2 separate regions of the Mus musculus genome follow, and region 1 is linked to region 2. A link is a contact called in public HiChIP or PLAC-seq data. All regions are on one chromosome and are shown on one strand. The core of a region is the stretch at or near the end of the contact, and the rest is flanking DNA. Distances in the headings are between cores, read along the strand shown. Region 1 has its middle 49 kb from the start of Plac8. Region 2 holds the start of Plac8 (placenta-specific 8).

The links. HiChIP or PLAC-seq counts read pairs in DNA pulled down with a chosen protein or histone mark.
Region 1: an H3K27ac HiChIP or PLAC-seq map of embryonic fibroblasts shows a contact between it and region 2, with 20 read pairs. The contact joins the enhancer-like site here to the promoter of Plac8 in region 2. A contact is called at or near these places in 13 of 39 promoter capture datasets (the 3T3-L1 cell line, 3T3-L1-derived adipocytes, the C10 cell line and 9 more), 2 of 15 datasets of contacts at CTCF or cohesin (CD8 T cells and the NIH/3T3 cell line), 24 of 484 Hi-C or Micro-C datasets (the Ba/F3 cell line, CD8 T cells, the G1E-ER4 cell line and 15 more), 15 of 115 datasets of contacts at active chromatin or transcription factors (CD8 T cells, the HPC-7 cell line, Th17 cells and 10 more) and 3 of 9 other capture datasets (adipose tissue, liver and pancreatic islet).

Annotation. Positions count from the first base shown.
Region 1 is chr5:100,619,894-100,623,274 of GRCm38.p6, reverse strand. No RefSeq gene overlaps it. Among named protein-coding and RNA genes, the nearest start is that of Plac8, 49 kb to the right of the region's middle. Within about 2 kb of position 2,119, at least 97 of the 459 cell types and tissues checked have an H3K27ac peak or open chromatin away from gene starts, as enhancers often do. A contact at or near this core is called in the Ba/F3 cell line, CD8 T cells, the HPC-7 cell line and 8 more, where this site is marked.
Region 2 is chr5:100,570,706-100,573,906 of GRCm38.p6, reverse strand. Plac8 (placenta-specific 8) reads left to right here and starts at 1,702. Exons shown (of 5, transcript NM_139198.3): 1 at 1,702-1,762.

The sequences.
Region 1 (3,381 bases), core at 870-3,369, 49 kb before region 2:
AGGAGCAGAGAGGGGGGTGCTGGTTCTCAGCTGGAGTTTTCCTTTCTCTCCTTTTGATTCAGCCCCAGAACCCATTGTGTGTGTGCAATGGTGGTGCTCGCACGCATACTAGGTCCTTTCAGTCAGTGTTCTCTGAAAATGTCCTCAGGCACTCTCAGCGCTGCTGTATCTCCTAGGTGGTCCTAAATCCCATAGAGCTGACAGCCCACACCAGGAATCACATGCTGACTCGAAGTCCTCTACTCAGTGGTACGTGTAGATGGTGACCACATCCAGAGGCAAATTCCTCTCTGGAACAAGCAAGCACCAAGCGACCCTTCCCATGTATGCGTCATGTCCGGGAACATATCTCTCTAGTTCATTCTGGCCAGGGAGAACATAACAAAGATGTTTTATGGCGTGACTCATCCACATTTTATATTTGAATATAATAAAATAATACATGACTTACTAGAGCCATTGCTAAAGGGTTGAAAGGCATTGACCTGTACTAAACTAACAGATTTTCGTCAGAGATCCCAGAATAATCATGGTTATGTACAGAATACTGTGTCTGTGTGCCTAGCTCGTGACTCATCAGATGAGTCACGTCTCCTCTTGCCCTAACTGCCCATTTCACCTGCGATGATTTTCTGTTTAATTAGTCCTCCTACCTTCCATACCTGTTCAGGGACTCAGGATAGTGGCCCTCTGATGTCAGTCTTACCTTGAGGACCAGTCCAAAGTGACGAAACAATTACCACTGACTGTGTTCTTGGTGAACCCCAATCTTTCCATAGCTCCTCTTGTCTACACTCATTAGCCAAGAACACAAAACCCACAACCTGGCTTTGGGTTTCACCAGCTGCTACTCACGATGTCATTAGCGTCTTGACCTTCTTGAAGCAAAGGGGTTGGAAGGCCTCTTTGTTTCCGGAAGCAAGTCACAGAGATCAGAATCGCCAAAGTGGGAAATCCCCCTTCACATTCCTTACCACTAGCATTTTGAAGGAAACTCTTCCCTCTCCCACAACCAAATAATCGCCTTAATAGTCTGTTAGTTGTCTAACAAAGTTGTCTGACTGTTCACTGAAAAGGGCAAAAAGCAAAAAGCCAAAAAAAAAAAAAAAAAAAATCCCCAGACCAAATCTCTTTGGATGCTTCATAACAAAATGGACAAACTGTTTTCTGACACCACTGGCAAATGAATGACTTCTAGCCCTCAGGGCCTGACAGACATGCCATTTCAGTTCAGACATGAGGTTCTCACCAGCTTCAGTGGGTAGGGCCACATTCCACAGATCTTCCAGTCCCTGTAGCCCCATCAGTAAATCTGAGACTGGTAAAGAACCCGCTCCCCCCGCCCCCCCCCCCCACACACACACCGGCAGCCTTGATGAGAGCACAGCTGGTCTGCCCCATGCTCTGCAAATGCAAGATGGGGCCCTCCTCTACTCTGTCACTGCATCTGCTGAGCTCCTGCAGGGGACAAGTAGCTCCACGGAAAGCAAGAGAATATGGGCAACGCCTGAGTCTGGGTTTGTTTCTTCACAGCAACAGTGACCCTAAGTCAAGGCATACATCAGAGTTTCTCAGCCTCGACACCATGGGCAAATACATCCTTGCTGGGAACTGAGCGTGCGGGGCTGCCCTGTGCATTGTGAGCTGACTGTTCGGGGCACCCCTGTTCTGTCCTCACTAGATGTGATATCGCTTCTCTTCCACCACCGCTCTCCAGCTATGGCAGACCATGAGGATAAGGAGAGACTGTGAGTTGGGGGAGCTTGTGGGTGGCCGGCAAAACCTCAGTTCCTGCATCCAGTCACCTCTACGAGGAGTGACTTTGGTAAAAATCCCGCCATCATACCCACATGTTTGTACATTGTGCTGCAGTTCAAGAAAGATAGTGGCATCGAAGCGCTGAAGTCTCAGTGGAATAAAGAATGAGCAAAGAGAAGAGAGAAAGCAGGCAGGGTGCTGTGAGAACTCGAGACAGGATGCCCAGAGGCAGCAGGCAGGGTGGGGTGGTGAGTGCTGTAAAAACTCCAGACACAGGATATGAACAAATCTACAGGGAGGTCAGGATCATCTAAGCAGACCTGAGTTCCGTGGTTTGCGTGTTGGTCTCCAGGTTCTCATGGTGACGTGTATGTGCAAAGGGCTGTGGTGACAAAGCTGACGGGATAAGCTGCTTAGCTGTGTGACCCCTGAGACTCCTGCTCAAGGCAAAACGTGGAGCAGTGAAGCCAGAGGCTTACCCGGGCCTTCTCGTCCAGCAATGTATGCTCAATCCAGGAATGATACCAGAGTGTCCTAGTCTCAGAAATTACTCATGTGGGCGACAGTGGACGAAATGGTCAGGGGAGAGTACTTCCTGCCAAGCCTGATGGCTCTAGGACTACAATGGGGGGAGGGGGAGACGGGGGAGGGGGAGGGGAACTCCTCATCGTAGAGAGTTGTCCTCTCTTACGTTCACAGATATCCCCACCCACAACATGCACAAGTAAACAAAAAAGATATAAACAAGTAAATAAATAAATAAATAAATAAATAAATGCAATAGTAAAAAGCACTTTAAAAACTTACTTACTGGCACTTCCTTTCCATGCCAAACACAGTTATTCCTATTCTAAACTAGTCAATACAACAAGCAAATATGTCTGCTGCTATGTAAATATTTCCATAGAAGGACTAGATATTAGATGTAGACTATTTAAGACACAGTCTAGGGTCCTTGTGAGATGGATCAGTGGTTATAGTATTCACTGATCTTACAGAGGACCGAGGTTCTATTCCCAGCACCCACACAATGGATCACAGTATTCAGTAATTCCAGTTCCAGGGATCAAGGTTCTGGGAACTGAGCCTGTATCCTCTACAAGAGCATCAAATGCTCTTACCCTCTGAGTACCCCTGGTATGTGTTTAAGAGGTGATGTCTTCAACTTACCATATAATGGTTAACCTTGGTTGATAGCTTGCCTGGATTGAGAGACACCTTGAAGATTAATAAAGCATACCTGGGAACATGTTTGTAAGGGTGTTTTCAGAGAGGATCAACTAAGGAAACGTCCTAGTGACTGTTCCATTGCTGGGAGGAGACAGCGGGGACCAAAGCAACTCATAGAAGGAAGCATTTAATTGGATGTTTGCTTGCAATTCAGAGGGAGAGTCCACGACCATCCCCATGGGGAGCGTGGCGCGGACAGGCAGGCATGGTGCTGAGGCAGTAGCTAAATGCTCATATCTGATCCACAAGCAAAAGTGGGGGGTCAAAGAAGGGGATGGCTGGGCCTGGTGTTGGCTTTTGAAGGTTTTACCCCTAGTGACACACCTCCAACCAGGCTAACACACCTCCTAAATCCTCCCTAATCAGGCTACCAGCCAGGAACCAAACATTGAA
Region 2 (3,201 bases), core at 453-2,952:
CACAACCATCTGTAATAGGATCTGATGCCCTCTTCTGGTGTGTCTGAAGACAGCTACAGTGTACTCATATACATAAAATAAATAAATCTTAAAAAGAAAGGAAGAGAGAGAGGTAGAACATTCCCAACCTACCTGTCACTCACTCCAAGGTTACTAGGACATGGCAGTGCTAAACTGTGTGGCAAGGATGTGCACCAGTGTGTGGCAGGGAGTTCCATTTCATCCAGTGTCTAGCTGCCACCAAGTAAGTCTGTGCCTCAATCAAGTAGAGGCAATAATACCACCCTTCAGGATCATAAGGCAAATATTTTAAAAAGCATTAAGAACCATGCCTACGGGCCCAGGAGTCAAAGGCACTTGCAGCTAAAACCGGATCCTTGAGCTGGAGAGATGGTCCAGCAGTTAAGAATGCTGGCTGCTCTGCCAGAGAGCGGATGTGGTTCCCAGCACCCACATGGTGGTTAATAGCCATCTGTAACTTCAGTGTTACAGAGGTTCAGTTGGGGGATCCAACACCTTCTTCTGGCCTCTGTGGGCATCAGGCACACATGTACATACACGGTGCACAGGCACGCACACAAGCAAAACACACCTACACACATAAAACTAAATTTAATTTTTTTTTTAAAGAGTGGGAGAAAAAAATACTGACAATCTCAGTTTGACCCCTGGAATCTACAAAATGCATACATACATACATACATACATACATACATACATACATACATACTGATACAGAGGCTCATAACTGTAATCCCAGAACTCCTACGAGAGACTGGGTGGGGGGTGGAGGCAGGAGAATTGCTTGGAAGCTCACAGCTGTGCAGCACAGTGGGAACAAGAGACAAGGCAGCTTCAACAGGAGGAGAGAAGAGACTTCCCAAAGCTGTCCTCCTGTCCCCTGACCTCCACATGCCTGCTGTGATCCTCAGATGCTGACATGTATGTTCAGACACACACCACAGAGAGATGGGGTGGGAGAAGGTGATGGTGATGACAACTACGACAGATAAAAAATAAAATAATAAAAATCACGCCTAACATAAAGCATAACATAACATAACTAACATAAAGTGTTCAGTCTGTTACAGAAACCAAAGCAATATAGCAATATTGGGGGACAGAGGTAGGTCAATAATAGAGCTCTCACCTAAAATGCACTGGCCCTGGGTTCAGTCCCTAATGCCTCAGGGAGGAAAAGAAAGGGGGGGGGGGAGGAAGAAAAGACGGAGGAGAAAGATCTGATCAGAAGCCCGGCATGGTGGTGCATGTCTTTAATCCCAGCCACAGGAGGCAGAGGCAGATGGGTCTCTGAGAGTTTGAGACCATCCTACAAACTGAGCTCTGGGATAGCCAGAACTCTAGAGAGACACACTCAAGGACAGTCTGAGCGGGCCTGGAACTCCAGGTCCCCAAGTGCCTTCTGGTTTCTTAGGTTAAAAGAGGAAAATAAGGTGTGAGACTCGGAGAGCTTTGTCAGGCAGGTAGCTAATCAGGGGAACCACACCCTCTCCTTTCCACCGAGACCTTAGAGGTTAGCCCTTGGAATTGTAAGGAGGAAAACCCTATTTGGTAAGAGATGGCTTTTGGTGCCTGGATTACCACAGCCAATCAGAGCACAGGACATTGCTCTTTGTACTCCAGCCCACCCCTACCCCACCCTCCACGGGGTTGATACCTCCTCCTTTCCTCGGAGTCTCTCTATTTGTAGTAAGACTCAACCCCAGACCACAGGACCGGTTCTGCCCAACCCTTTTGAACTGTAAGTATTTGTTAGGAAGTCTTTAAATCTAGGGGTCTTTCCTTTCAAAGTTTTATCTTATTCCTAACGTCGTTTGAGATTACGCTGAAAGATCATTGTTTTCTTCACTAATTGCTTTAACTTTAGTAATTTTTAGTGGAACTCAGCAATTAGGGGTCAGGCTTGCTAAACGTCATGCTTTGAGCATCTCAGTTGGGATCCTCTGGGCTCTGGGGCACCGTTCTCATGCCCACTGCTTGCTTTCGGGGAGGGCATGTTGTGTGCTGGATTTCCTAACTAGATCTTCTCTCTCTCTCTCTCTCTCTCTCTCTCTCTCTCTCTCTCTCTCTCTAAGTGATCTAGTTTCTTTATACATAATATATATATATATATATATATATATATATATATATTTGTTTAAACTACCTGGAGATTTTTATAGGTTTAGTCAGTGGGATTTCTGTAGATTTATTAGTTTGTAAAGTTTGGGAATCCTTAGGAGTTCTCACTATGAAAGCAAAACTCCAACTGCTCTGGGGGTTTGATCAGTACTCACTAACGCTCCTAGAGAAACACTCACATCTCACGTTGGGCAGCTCACGAGACTGAAGAACACTGAATCTTCATATCAGTGTATAATAGAAGGACTTCAGGCATATGTTGCTTAGAACCTGGCTTTATCGATATTAACAAGATTTATTAATATAACTAGTGCCATGTAACATAATTTTATTAAGCTGGTGTAGTCTCCTTCTAGAGAGTGGTGTGTTCTGAGGCAGAAATATAGGCACAAGAATGAGTCTAAGACTAATAGATAAAATTAAGATATTCAACTGTGAGCCAAATCCTACAAGATTTCCTGGTAGGGGCCAGTCCTTGCCAAGGAATCTCAGAAGGAAGGTATTTATCATGTTGCCTTTCTAAGCCCGTCGACTTAGAGTCCTGTTTCTGTCTCCTCCTCGCCTCTATTTTTTTTTTCTTTTTTCTTTTTTCTTGAGTGGTCCTCACCAGTTTCTATTACTTTCCTATTGCGCGTTTAAGGATGCATGCGGCAGAGCTCTGCCCCCACCGTCAGGAAACTACAGATTTCTCCTTGGCCCAAAACAACTCTATCGCAAGACTTTTTATGCACACAGCTGGGTCAATTCATGTTTTCTAATGGACTTGGAGTTATTTGTAACAGACAAAGCAAAGAGCCAGAGGTTGCAAGGTCTGCAAGTCACTGGGTGGGCGTCTCCACCATCAAGGGGTCCGTCCTGCATCACCAGCAGATAAGAACCATGAGCTGAGTTTGCACGTGCTCTGCAGACGTGGGAGGCTCAGGCAGGGGTTGGGGGGGGGGGGGGTGGAATCTGTCAGCCTGGGGAAAGGAGCACTAGTCACCAAAGCAGCCACATTCCTTTGTGCAGCACACAGGGGCTGCAGCGCAGAAAACTGACGATTACAATCTCCCAGACCCT